Linked DNA regions of Sus scrofa: region 1 is linked to region 2. Evidence: chromatin contacts called from public Hi-C data. All regions are on one chromosome and are shown on one strand. Each heading gives the region's core, a stretch centred on a gene start, on an enhancer-like site or on the middle of the called end of the contact. The rest is flanking DNA. Distances are from core to core; before and after follow the strand shown. Region 1 has its middle 630 kb from the start of KCNJ2. Region 2 has its middle 850 kb from the start of SOX9.

Region 1 (7,215 bases), core at 651-3,150, 230 kb before region 2:
TGTTTTAAGTTAGAGCATGCATGAAGAGGATGTATAAACATAGGACCTGAGGGCATAATACAGAAGAGTCACTTATAAAGGACTTCTTTGCACTGGGTTACAACATTCCTATATTGGCTACAAATCAATCACCAAATATTTGATAGTGGGTTGTGCTTAAACTGGCTCTGGGCTGGGATTGAACTTTTATTTGATTTAATATTTTCTTTTCTTTTAAATTTATTTTTCATTGTTATTTTGCCCAACATACTTTTTCTTCCCCCGCTCTGCAGCATGGGGACCCAGTGACACACACATGTATACATAATTTTTTCTCCCATTGTTGTGCTGCATTGTAAGTATCTACAGTATTTTATTTTCAATGACATTTCTAAACATGTGCTAAAGGACATAATCAGATGTTTTAATTTCATTTCCTAACATCTAAAGTCAAATAGAAAGTGCACATATTTCATGTCCGCATTTTAAAGAACTTAATTTGAGCTTCATAAATACAGTGTAATAAACTTAATTGTAGTGTTACTTTATTTGTTTTTGTTATTTAATTCTATAAGACCCTGCCCCTCTCTTAAGTTTTAACTTCGAAGGAGAAGAGGAATAAACTCAGGAAACTGAAAATGCAATTGATTAAGGCCTCACTAATTCCCCATTGATTATTTTGAGAACACTTCAAATAGTAAATCTCTTTTACCCATAAGATAGGAAACTCCTTGAGGACAAGAACTATAAACTCCTAAATTCCTAGCACTGTTTAGAGTCAAACTCGAATCTATCATGGGTATTTACTGATATTTTTAATGTAGTAGGTAAGGTCTACTCTCTTGATAGGGGCAACCCTGAAAAGAAGAAGGAAACAAAAGAGAGTGGGATTCATTGCCATATGCGCCTATTGTCTACTATAAAATATACAAAGTCTTGATAAATTCAATACATTTTCCTTTTGTGTCTAGAAATAAATGTAAACAGCTTAGCTCCCATTTTAACCATTACTGCCCTATTATAAAAGCAATGTCTATTCTTTGAGAAAAAAATTTTAAACAAAACCACATTGCAAGAAAAATGAAAACTGTCTATGGATGCAATACCAGATAAAGAGGCCAATTAATTTGTATATATTCATCTATAGGTAATTTGTAATTTTACACATGGTCCCTCACATTGACATCGAGTTTTAGGAATAACCCTGCTCTTTTCACATACCTGATTTCATTGGTAACTTTCTCAGTTAATTCAATAACCTATAAAATAGTTTAAGCGGATTTATCTTCTAAAAATACTTAAATATGAGCACTGTTTACTTTCTTACTATAATTTTTTTTTTTACTTTTAACATTGCAATTTCAATAAGGAATAAAATGCTACAACCACCAAAGGTGTTATCTGTGTGTGCTTTTTTAAAAAATTATTTCATGTGGTAAATTTCAAGAAGTAGAATAACTAATTCAAAATGACAATCATTTTTATTAATTGGACTACACAACACCAACTGTTTTGAATGCGATTTATTTCTGAGGACCTTAATAAGTAAAACCTTGTTTTTAGTGATCTTTTCCCTTTTCTGTTCATGTACGCACGTAGCCTAGTCATTATCTTCTGCTATTTAATACTGAAGGAATTCCTGCTAGGGATCTGCCTTTCTCCGTTAATTCTTGCCCTTTGCAGTTCTTTTTCGTCCCCCCAAGATATAATCATCTAGAACAGCAGGTCCCTGCAGAGAACTTGCACATTTGCTTTTAATCAAAAGACAAAGTTTATATTAAACTCAGTAAACAAAATCAGAGACTTGTATAAATAACAATTTGTGCATATCATTTTCATTTTTGCTAACACTTTTGACTCTGGTATTGATCTTTCGCCAGGTTGGGAAACTCGGAGGGCAAAGTGCAAAGTTCGAAAGTGGCTATTTGCCTCGAGGTTTATTGAAAATAAAACATCAGCGGAAGTCCGCTGAAGTAATTTGAGGAAACTTTTTTTTTTTTCTTCTAGGAAGTATGTCATTATTTGATTTCTAAGGTTCAGTCTGCTTAGAGAAAAATAATCGAGTGAAAACAGGCTTGAAACATTAGAAAGCTGGCAGGGAACATCTATAGACGTGGGTGACTTAATGCAGGCATGCAAAATTTCCAAGGGACTACTTTTCTTGTTCTATCCCTTTATCCTTTCATCATCCAAATACTGAAGCTATAAACTCCACGTTGCCCATCGCACAGCATGTGGACACAAAACAGTTGTCAAATGAGTGGATAAAGAAAAGGAAACGTTTTTGAAATGTTACTTTCAAGTTCTGTTAATAACCAGATTGATTTTTAAAAATCAGTCCAATTGATAGATTGCCATTATGCAGATAAAGACAAAGTGATTTTTTTTTTTTTAATTCTCACTTCCCAAGTTATTATCTTGCCTTCATGCAGGCACTTGCTGGGAGTGTTTTCACACTCAAACAAAACAAGTGCACTGGAGACAGAGCTGTTTTTAATTTTGAAAGGTAACTGAAAACATACAGAAGAGTTCTCCCGTGTTGGCTTAAAACTGCTGTATCTTAAGATTCTCAAGGTATTTATTAGAAAGTGTCCATCCAACTTATGGGAACTTTAACAGCCTCCCTTAGGTCAGACTGCAAATTAAGCCAGGAGTCAAGAACTTCAGTAATCTTTTCCCAGCGTCACGCAGTAGATCCTGGTTATTTTCAACCAAATTAGACATCCTTTGGGATGTTTATTCTCCCAACTAGCTGCTTTTCTCCTAATCATTCTAAGTTTCTTTACGATTTTATTTTAAAATTCTCTTAGTTTCTGATTACTACAGTGACTTAAGCATCGTCTATTGGAAATCTTAATCACATGCAAGGGGGGAACACAAAAATCATTTATGAATAAGACTCCAGCCAACAGGCACCCTCAAGCAATCTGAATACTTATGGAATGGCATGAAAATAGATCCAGAAAATTACACTAAAAGCTGGAGAAAATACAAACTACATAAAGCTGTGCTTTCACAAGACTCATATGACCAAGTATATAATATAAGGTCTTTTCTTTTCTGGAGCTTACTTTTTTTTTTTTTTTTTTTTTCTCTTTTTAGGGCTGTACCAGTGGCATAGGGAAGTTCCAGGCTTGGAGATCAAATTAGAGCTGTAGTTGCCGGCCTACGCCCCAGCCCCAGCAATGCCAGATCCGAGCTGTGTCTGCAACCTACACAGCAGGTCACAGCCATGCCGGATCCTTAACCCACTGAGCAAGGCCGGGATCCAACCTGCATCCTCATGGACACGAGTCGGTTTCGTTACTGCTGAGCCACAACGGAACTCCTGGAGCTTACATTCTATAGTGAAATGCATATAATAAATAAGTAGCCAAATATCTAGAAAAGAAAAATTTCAGATACTGTTAAGAGCCTTGAGCTAACAAAGCAGTGTTACGAAAGGATGGCCAGGAAAGACCTCATGTAGGATAGGGTAGCTGAAGTCCCTAAAAGAAGGTGACTATAGAAGGCCTTTGGGAAGAGAGGACAGAGAAAAAGAATAGGACACATAAGGCCCTAAAGTGTGGATACATTTTTATTGTAGCTTGTTTTTTCCTCCAGGGAAACAGGACAGCAATCAGATTGCTGACATATGGTAAATGCAGAGAAGAGAAGTAGGGCATGATAGAAAGTAAGCATCATATATCAGTGCAATGAAAGCGACAGCAGCCATGGACAGTAAAACTGACCGATTTATACTTGAGCCATCATTACAGCTGCCGTGTTGAATGTGGGTTATTGGGGAAACTACCCAGGACCCTACCCTACCGTTAGATCGCCTGAGATGCAAGTAGCAGAGAACCAAAGTAGTGGTTACTTAAATGAGATGAAATTGTCACTTTCATTTAGGTGACAGTTAGCAATTTAGGGCTGATAGCCTATATCCTTCCATCCTGAACCTGAGCTGCTCACAGATTGCTATTCTACTCTCCTCAATGAGGGTATGAAGGACGGAGGAAAATGGCAAGAACAGTTCCTTCTGAAAGTTGCCTCTGTCACTTTCTTCCATCAGTGGTCAGAAAGGAGTCACGTGGCTAAGCGGGCAGTCAGGGAGGTCAAGGGCCCTGCCACAAATCAGGCTGACGTCCCAACCATCGTACTACTGTATAAAGACAAGACTGGGACTAAAACGAAAAGTGCCAAGAGCGGTAAAGGAAAAGCGTGGAAATCCTTGAGTTACTGAATGAATATCCCTGGGTTACTACACTACGAAACCCTGAAAACATCCTCTCTCAAGAATTCTCGAGAATAAGACAAGATCGTGTGTGCTTTATATTTCGTCCGTTATGAGTCGGGTCTTCTGTCACTTGTGGCCAATTGACTCCTGCGTGATGGAATCTCTAGTGGCGCAGAGATCCCTGGTGAAGGCACAGTCTCCACCTTCTCCAGGGTGTCTGTCCACAGGATGCACTTTTTTTTCCACTCTTAAGGAACTTCGACATTAGTTCCTTTGCAAAGCTGATGCCATTTCTAACCCTCACATCATAAGAAAATAGCAGCAGTCCTGTTTTTATGCAGCAGGTAGAAGGTTGAGGGAAATCTGTAGAAGTCGCATCTGAATCTGCACGTGTAAAGCCTCAGGGATTGGTGCCTGCGTTATACACTTCACCCACACATATAAAGAAATCGCTGTGATCTTCCCAGATTGGTGACATCTCCATTGTGGTTTGTCCAGAAAGTTCTATGTGGTACTGGAGTGGAGTACTTAGGCTTTGAAACCCAACAGGCGAGGGCTTTTAATTCCAGTTCTGCATACTAGTTCACATGTGACTTGGTCTCACTGAGATGCAGCTCTTCATGTGAAATATGATGATTGTTAAGATTACTTGTTTCAGGAGTTCTCTTCTGGGGCAGCAGGTTAAGGATCCAGTGTTGTCCCGGCAGCAGCTGGGTCACTGCTGTGGGGTGGGTTCAATCCCTAGTATGGGAACTTGAACGTGCCATGGGCACAGCCAAAACAAAACAGGACAACAACAAAAGACCCCACCTTAGTTCATTGCATTATAATAAGATTCATAGTTTACACTGGTGGAGGGTGGTACAGACACTGTTTCAAGAGACTGACAAATGTTAACTCCTAAAGAGGGAGATATTTAAGTATTACTATTCCCCTTGCACGGATGAGGAAACAGACAAATATGAGCAGAGTAACTTGCTCAGGCTCCTCAGCTAGCAAGAGCTAGAGCTAGGATTTGACTCCAGGCCTTCTAACTCTATAGTGTTTGTTCTCTGCCCCCTCTCTGTTTAAATGAAATATTGCCTGCAGAGTGTTTGGCACATACGCATGCAATAAATGTCACTTATTATTTTTATTTTGCATTTTCCCATCACTTTATTTTGACTTCAATGTGGGAGAGGTGATTACCCAAAGATGCGAATTATCCAAGGGTTGTGATCATCAGAAGCAGAGGAAATATTAGATTTTTTCCAAGTGGGAGTGGGGTTAAAGAGTCCCAGTGCTTGAACCGGTCCAAAGCAAGAAACAAATGTCCAGAAGCCTTCTCTGCTCCACATCTGTTTTTATTTTTCAGTTTATCAGCCTGCTGTTTCATGACAGGATTTTGCAATATTCAGCTCCCCTGGTGACTTATAGGATATCAAGGGAAGAGAGAATAAAGAAATGCTTTTAGCCAACTTCAGCTTTTCCTTCCTTAAAACTGAAGATAAGCTCTGGCTGGACACCATGAGGTTGGCTGAAAAGGCCAATTCATGCATCTGCCTGTTATCAGCTGGAGAGGGGAACGCTGCCTTTACCAGTACCCAGCGCCGTCAATATTCCTCGTCCCACAGGGTCAGGATGGTGGTGTGTGAAGATAAGACAAGCTTGTAGCTGAGGACTGCCCAGAGAGAACGCAACTCCTCTCTCCTGGAGAGCAGGTGTGGGCATCTTTGCCAGATGATACCTATGTCATCGCATCAAGGGTGAGGTTTGACAAGAGCATGCAGAGGAAAGAGCAGAGGTACCTAACCGTTGGGTTCATCTCCCGCAAAACCAGCCTCTCTTTCGTAATCTACAAGGAGGGAATGGCCCCTGGCTGGTGATTTCTTCTAAGAACTCATATAAACCATAGCCAATGTCAAGTCCATATATCTAAGAGTTGGCAAGCTCTCTTGAAGGAGAAAACAGCCCATTTTCAGGTTGGTAGTAAGATCTTTAGGCAAACTTGAGAGGTGATGCTCATTGTCCATTAAGCTTTTATGAATGGCTACCAATTGTTGACAACGCTTCCTTCCTAAACTAGGAAAGATCAACTCCAGATGTTTCCCTTATCCTGGAGGAGACCAAAGAGGTGTCCCTTATACCAGGAAAGCCACCAGAGTAAAATAAGAACTGACTCTAGCAACTGTTCTTCTGAATTGCCTCTGGGGTTCAAAAGTACAGTTGTCTCACTTCCTTCTCTTCCCTGTCTTTCATTGAGCTACCTTACATAGTTTCTCCTAGGAGGTATGAGCAGAGACTTTGAAGAATGGAAAACATTTGGGTGTCTTAAAACTATCCATGCCATGAGTGATAGTTTGGAAAGCGATTACTAAAAAACACTAAGATTGAGGCCAGGTTTGGACTCACCATGTGTGTGATAAAGAGGCAATTACTCTGGTTAACTCTATCCAGAGAACACAAGTTTACCAAAATAGCCCAGAAATGTTGGACACATGAGGTCAGTTTTTTTTTTTTTCTTTCGTCTTTTTTAGGGCTGTACCCTTGGCATATGGAGGTTCCCAGGCTAGGGGTTGAATTGGAGCTGTAGCTGCTGGCCTACGCTGCCATAACAGCAGATCTGAGCTGCATCTGTGACCTACACCACAGCTCACGGCAATGCCGGATCCTTAACCCACTGAGCAAGGCCAGGAATTGAACACTTGTCCTCATGGATGCTAATCAGGTTCGTTAACCACTGAGCCACGACAGGAACTCTGAATATAATGGTCAACATACTTGCTTGGTTCTCTTCATTTAGTACAGAAATTGGAAGATGAGAGTTACACAGTGGGATTCACAAGCAGTGAAATCGTATTATAAACCTGATTTAAAATCATGGATAAAATGTATAGCTTTTTATAAGAATAAGCATTCAGCTTACAAAAACAGCTACTTCTAAAGCATTCAGCTTTGTTACCCCTCAGTGTTTTTCAGATTTTCTCATTTTAAACATTAACTTAGATTTACCATTTCCTAACAAATTTTTCCTTTGC
Region 2 (7,244 bases), core at 510-3,009:
TAAATAAATTCATCAATGAATTACTCTCTATTTTATAGACATAATAGAGAATAAAACAGCCACCCAACCTAACTGAAAAAAATAATCAATACCTAAGTACATAAAGAAACACCTAACATGATATAAACATAAAAAAAAGAGATTATAAAAATAGATGGGAGTTGGAGAGGTAGATTGAAGGTGTGGTTCTTTAGATAAATTGGCCATAAAGGTCTTTTCTAAAAATGGTTTGAGCTGCAGTCTCCATCATAAGATCCAAAGCCAAACACGAATAAAGAAAAAATTTGTTTCTCATATTTGCTCTGGCAGGAAGAATAAATTCCCTGAGGCAATGGGACACTAGGCAAATTAGTCTGAATGGGCAAAGTGTTTAGAGAAATTTCATGTAATGGAAAGATTCTACATATAGAATCAGTCTAGTGGGTATATCATGAAATAGAGCAAGGAATTCAAAGATGCTAACAGGAAGAAGAAAATGAAAACAAAGTTATACTGATGATTGAATTCTACTAACATGGAACTTTTATCTGTAACAGAGACTAAATTCTACTAACATGGAACTTTTATCTGGAACAGAAAAGAATCAAGCGACATCTCCTTTGTGAAGCAAGTGGGGCTGCCTTTTTTTCCTCGAGAAGTCATTGTTTAGGTATGTTTCCCCTACGAAGAGACCAACTCTGCCAATGAGATAAATACACAGGTATACACACCCATATATATTCATACATTTTCTCTCCATAAACTAAAGTGAAAACTAATTAAACTCTGAAACAAACCTGTCTATTTTCTATACATTTCTGCTTTCCAAAGTCAATGTATCCTTTTCATACAGAGGCTGAGAGTCTACTCCAACAAATTTGTTCTTTTCGCCGAAGCAAATGATTACATTTATTATTTTTTTAAACATGAAGAAGGTGATGAGATCATTTATTGTTGCTAAACTTTAATAGCGTCTCACTAAGAGGGTCAGTATATTTTTTTTTCTTGTTTGTCTGTTGTTTTTTCCGCTCTTGCCTGGACCAGTAGCAGCCTCCAAGTGACACGATGCTAAATCAGACTTTTTTTTTTTTTTTTTCCAATTTGCAAGGAAAAAAGCAAACCTCACCTCAGCACCAAATGAGGCAGTTCATGCTGGTTTTGGAAAAGGAATTAGCTCCAGAGAGAAAAATAACAAACCCAGTCCTGAGGTCTTTCCTATAGATTGAAAAGGCCAGTTTGGAAAGGAAATGCGGAAAAAGAAACAGAGGGTGCCCAGGTTTCTTTATCATACCTGGAGAAGGATATGCGAAAATCTCCACCGCCGTGTCCTGGCGCCAAGTCTTGATTAATTTTTCTCTTTTAAAATGGCACCCACTGCTCTATAAAATGATCTATTGGGACTTCAAAGCTGTGGCAATTGCATGTGGCACAGGATATACGCAATTAATTATGTGATGCCTAAATGACAGGGTGTAGGAAAAAGAGGGGAGAAGAAAAAGTTTTTAAAAAAGCAAAAAAAAAAAAAAAAAAAAAAAAAAGGCCAAAGTAAACTGAAAGACCTAGTTGTCTGCCTGCCAAGAACCAGTAGCAGATAAGGCCTCCAGTTGCTGTGGAAACTCGGGCCTCCAGGAGCCAGAATCCAATTTCAGAAACCACAAAATCAACATAAACGTGTGCAAAAATAAAAAGGTTTGTTTGGCAAGTAATAAGGAGAAGGCTACCAATGTATAAAACACATGAACCAAGGTGACCTCAGCCGATTGAAGCCATAATGACGGCAATGTCCACGGCAGACTTGGCACCTCCGAAATGAGCGGTAACAAGACTCAGTCCACGCTGCTTGCTGTTATCAGGTAATTGCTACCTTTCTGAAATATTAACCATCCACCACCTCTTCCCAGGTCTCACCTCGAAAAACATAACACCACCCTTGATGAAAGCAGCGTTAGAGACCTTGATTTTAACCCCAGAGGCCAGAACACAGACAGCTAGACTTTGCCCTTGTTCCTTAAATCATGAATTACATGCTCTATCACCCAGGAAAAAGAAAAATAGATTACCTATACAGACTTCCCTATCCCTTTGGCAAATCTGCCAGGAACGACGACCTTCGAAAGGAAGAAGCAGGCTTCGCGTGTCGACTCTTAATGATTACACATCTTAATGTTATTCTGAACTCCTGAATTTATGGAAAGTTGGAATAAAGGAGTATCGTCTAAACTAAAAGCCCTTGACAGGACGGACAACTTCTAATGCATCTTTATACTCTCCCATATTATTTGCAGATACAACATTATTTTCTGTCTTTTTCTCATTTCCTTGGGAGTCTATATGGTCTCTTAGACACGTCATCAATAATAGGTTGATGAATCATTTGCATAAATAAGATCAACCCTGTGTTCTATTGAGCACTAAACTCAGAGGACTTTCAACATATATTTTAGAGAATCCGCAAACTTGGGATCATATAGAAAAGTCATCAGCATGTTTGGTTCTGAGAAAGTGACCTCAAACTCTTTTCCAGAAAGGAAAACTTAAACAAATCAAATGAATTCCAGACAGATCCATACATAAAGAAAAAAAAAAACAAAAAACCAGACCCAAACCATAGAAATGTCAAGTATGCATCAAGTCACTGTGGACACAGCCCTTTGTTTTTAGCCTGATCCTAAGTTTTTATTACTCAAATTGCAAATTCATTTGAACAGGTATAATTTTGTGTACAATAACCCACCCTGCCTATTGTTTGAGTATATACTCTACCTCTGTGGCAGAAATTCTGCTAAGTATATACGCCATCACTTCTCTTCATTTCACGGGCCCACAGCCATATCTCCTCATGACTGAGTTCTGGCCAGAACAACGTAGGCAGAACTATTGTCAAGACTGGCCCTCCTAAACCTCTCTTATCATCTCTCATAATCTCTATAGATGCCTGTTTGCCAGTAAGATACAGAAGGGCCGGTGGAAGCCCTCATATTCCTAGGAGACAGCATGTGTATTAACAGAGGGGTTCTGGTTCCTGGCTTACCACCTGAGAAGAACCATCCAGGAGGGCCACTTGACCAAGAGCATCCATGCCAGACTGGGCAGGAAGGACAAACACGCTTTCTAGATGTTGACCCACCCAGGCTGGCAGCGCTGGAAACCACACCACATCGCGTGGGCTGTATCTACGACAGCACCCTCCATGGACAACCTAAGCAGGACCAAGGTCTGTGAAGCAAACTTTGACAGCCCGAGGAAAGTGAAGACATCTCTGCACATCTTTGCCTGCTGCATCCAGCTCTATCAGAGCTCTCATCGTACGTGAGTGTTACGTAACTGTTAGGTTAGTAAGGATACCAGGATTATGCTTTTTTTATCAATATTTTCTAGAGCTAGCACGACACGAAGAATGCATGTTGACATTTGGAGTCTAGGAAACGTATTTTTCAATCTGTATCTGCCTAGTAAGGTGAAGGGTAAACAAAAACAAAAACAAAACAGAAACATCTAGAAAAGATAAGTTCTTGCCCACCCCTATCGAAATCTCTTTGGGTAGCTCTTTAAACAGATCAATGGGAAACTGGGACAACTAAGGGAAAACTCGAAATCCTGAGCCTAGATTCTGAAGAGTAAAGGAAAGAGAAATAACTCCTTTCTGGGTAAGAGGCAGACAAAGCTCAGGGCCCTGAGTTTTTCAGCATTGTGCTGCATTTGGACCTTCAAATATGGGTTATTGAGCAAGATTTGCCCAATAGAAATTTCTTCACAGGAGTGGAGAAGAACTGAGTGACCAGAAGCCTGAGAGCCTGGTGATCTGGAGAGTCAGGGGAAGCTGAAAATGCTGCCTTCTGTTTCCAGAACTACTCAGGGCAAGAGAAGAAAGGAGGCCAATAGTAGAAAGTAGTCATTTGACTCAACCATGAGCAGAAAATGCCGCATCATTTTCTTACTTGAAGTTGCAACTTTAATTTCTTTTTCAATTCACTTATAATGAATTGGGTTACATTGTTATAACCCACTTGGGGGGATACATTCATGGTTTGGGTACCTTAATGGTTTAGTTTTTATCACCTGTTGGGTACATTAATGGTTAAGTTATATCATGGTATTTTATCCAGACCTTAAACATCATGTTCCTAAGAATATTTAATAACTTAAGAATGTTTTTACATATTGCAATTGAGAAAAATAAGGATACATAATAAAATTAAACTCCGATAAGAAAATATTTGAGAAAGAGGCTAAAAGAAACATACAAAAAAGCTGTATTTTATTCAGGAGAATTCTGGGGGATTTTTATTTATTTTTATCATTTTCTATAATTCTTTTTTTTTTTTTTTTGTCTTTTTGCTATTTCTTGGGACGCTCCCGCGGCATATGGAGGTTCCCAGGCTAGGGGTCGAATCGGAGCTGTAGCCACCGGCCTACGCCAGAGCCACAGCAACGTGGGATCCGAGCCGCCTCTGCAACCTACACCACAGCTCACGGCAACGCCGGATCGTTAACCCACTAAGCAAGGGCAGGGATTGAACCCGCAACCTCATGGTTCCTAGTTGGATTCGTTAACCACTGCGCCACGACGGGAACTCCCATTTTCTATAATTCTAAGTTGAATCTACTAAATATAAACTGTGATTTTATTGTTAGAAGAGATTAATACTTGTTATTTGTAAAAATAATGCACATAATCTGCCTTCAGGATACGTTTAAGGCAGCCTATAATATTAAAATGTATTTAAATAGTGCATTCAAAAAAAGGAGAGTTCCTGAAAAATCAACAAAATTAAATTCTATAACAGTAATCATCTTACAATGTGTTGGGTGTTCTTTGAAGTATTGTGCATACATTATAACTAAATTTAATGTTTAGTAACATTCTCATAATATCCAATGAAGTAGGTAATCATATTACTTCATTTTAAATTTTATTTTTATTCATTTACTTATATATTTATTTATGTATGTATTTTTAAGGGCCACACCTATGGCATATGGAGGTTCCCAGGCTAGGGGCTGAATCCAAGCTGTAGCTGTCAGTCTATGCCACAGCCACATCAATGCTAGATCTGAGCTGCGTCTGCAACCTATACCACAGCCCAGGGCAATGCTGGATCCTTAACCCACTGAGCAAGGCTAGGGACTGAACCCACATTCTCATGGATACTAGCCAGGTTCGTTACTGCTATGCCACAATGAGAACTCTTACTTCTTCTTCTTCTTTCTTATTTTTTTTTTTTTAAACAAAGAAACTGAAGCACAGAGAGGTTCAGTAATTTGCCTAAGGTCACTCAGCTACTTAGTGGAAGAGGTGAGATTTGATCCCAGCTAGTTTACTTTAAGGCACCATGTTGTAGGATGTTTGCAAGAAATAAAAGTGGAGTTTTCCCACAGGTTACTCTCTTCCAAGGCACACAGAATAACAGGTTATACAAATTTATCTAATATAAACACACTCACACACAAACCCATTTGTCTGGATATACCAGTGTTTCTCCCAGGCCAGAATTTTAAGAGGAATTGACTGTTAAAGTTATTGAGTGCAAAAGTGGGCATGATTTTCAACTGTATTATGATAAAATACACAGAAATAAAATCCAACCTAGAAAACAAAAGGAAGCAATGAAGCCTTACTTGATCTCATGAGGCATGGCTTTTCAGAGTTTTCATCTCTTTGTGGGCAAAGGCAGATAAAAGTGTTTCCTTTCTAAGAATAGGGGTTGTTGCTGGCGATACCCTAGCTCTTTCCCAATCTCCTCTTAATAACCAAAAACTACTACAAAGGTCAAAGTGGAGCAGAGGAGCAGAGTTCAACAAAACCTCTTTGGCAAGATCCCTTCTTTCAAAGGGACCTGATTAATCTAATAATGTTGCACATTAAATCAATTTGCACCAAGAAAATGAAAGCCACACAGGGTGATATATAGCCTATGGGAGCTCCCCAAAGGAACCCCAAGCCCCAGCCAATGTTTTAGTCCCTTGCTACTTCTTTTATTTTACACAGAAAATTAAATTTTAGCAGTCAAGTTCTATTTTCATTTAGAACATCCATTAAAAGTCTGGCTGTAATATTTATGAATACCCAAACAAGACCACCAGGGCATGTATATGGTAAAAAGCAAGTCTCAGTTAAAGACTTACCAAACAGCTCCTGAGACATTAATGATAATAGCAATGACAATGATATAAAGCATGATCCAAAAGGAACCATATTTAACAAAGAAGTGCAAGTTGGAAGAACAGATAGAAAGAATAAAAATTTTTAAATATTACCATAAAATTCCTTTCTGTGATTTAGAAGCCCTTTCCTTCCCATTCCTTTGCTCCTGGGATTAGAAGATGGAAAATCAGGCTCAATGATATATGGATCAGATTTCATTTTACAATGTTTAGGAATATATTTTAGAGGAAATGCTTAAATAGATTAACAAAGAGCATGTTAAACTCTAAACTGCTAACTAATCTCTTTTTCATCTTAAAATGTCTTTTTGCCAAATTCCTATATTTTTTAAATACAGGTAACGACTGGCCTAGAGATGGACTTGGGATAGAAAGAGTAGAAAGAGACAGAACAAGTTACTATGAGACTGTTAGTGGCCAAAGCTGAAAACAGATAATAGTGATAAAAACTATTTTTTTAAAAAAACGAAAAACATCTCAAATAATAATGTGCATTAATGGAGCAACAGGATTTAATGTGAAAGAAAAAGGGCTAGTTTTCTGTACTCTTTCCCAGTAACACATTATCATCTACAATTAACCTATCAAAGATAAAACTAAAGTTATTCCTTGACCCTTGAAAACACAAATATATGTTTATAAGATGAATTAATTTGAATCTTCAGCTAAAAAATAAACCACCTCTTTTGGGTTCAGCTTTGGCTGTGAGGTGATCTTTGTCTTTTTTCCTGGATAAACTTGATGAAAATATAATATTTTCTGAGCAGTAACTTTTCAGACTATACCATCTGCATCATTTAAATTGTTGCATTGTTCCCCCAAACCCAATGCCATGGAAAGAAGAAATATAAGAGGAAGATGAAATGGAGAAATACAGAGCCTTTCTTCACACTTTCCCAAGTCTTAAAAGTTCTTCCACCCTCCCCTGACACTCTCTTAGCAGCCAAGCTATCCCTTTCCCTTTTGTCACCCTCTCTGCTAACCTCCTGGGAGAAGGGCTTCATTTATTCAGCCCACACTGGACCCTTCCAGAAGTCTCTGTTCTTTTACATATTTCTGGGCACGGGAATGAGGTTATGCAACAACTGGCCCTGGGATTA

What was found. A called contact is a pair of places that touch in the nucleus more often than the background predicts.
Region 1: a Hi-C map of liver shows a contact between it and region 2, with 5 times the contacts expected there. The contact joins two enhancer-like sites. A contact is called at or near these places in 2 of 47 Hi-C or Micro-C datasets (liver and skeletal muscle).

Annotation. Positions count from the first base shown.
Region 1 is chr12:9,727,561-9,734,775 of Sscrofa11.1, reverse strand. No RefSeq gene overlaps it. Among named protein-coding and RNA genes, the nearest start is that of KCNJ2, 630 kb to the left of the region's middle. Within about 2 kb of position 1,900, at least 1 of the 83 cell types and tissues checked has an H3K27ac peak or open chromatin away from gene starts, as enhancers often do. A contact at or near this core is called in liver, where this site is marked.
Region 2 is chr12:9,492,651-9,499,894 of Sscrofa11.1, reverse strand. No RefSeq gene overlaps it. Among named protein-coding and RNA genes, the nearest start is that of SOX9, 850 kb to the right of the region's middle. Within about 2 kb of position 1,759, at least 5 of the 83 cell types and tissues checked have an H3K27ac peak or open chromatin away from gene starts, as enhancers often do. A contact at or near this core is called in liver, where this site is marked.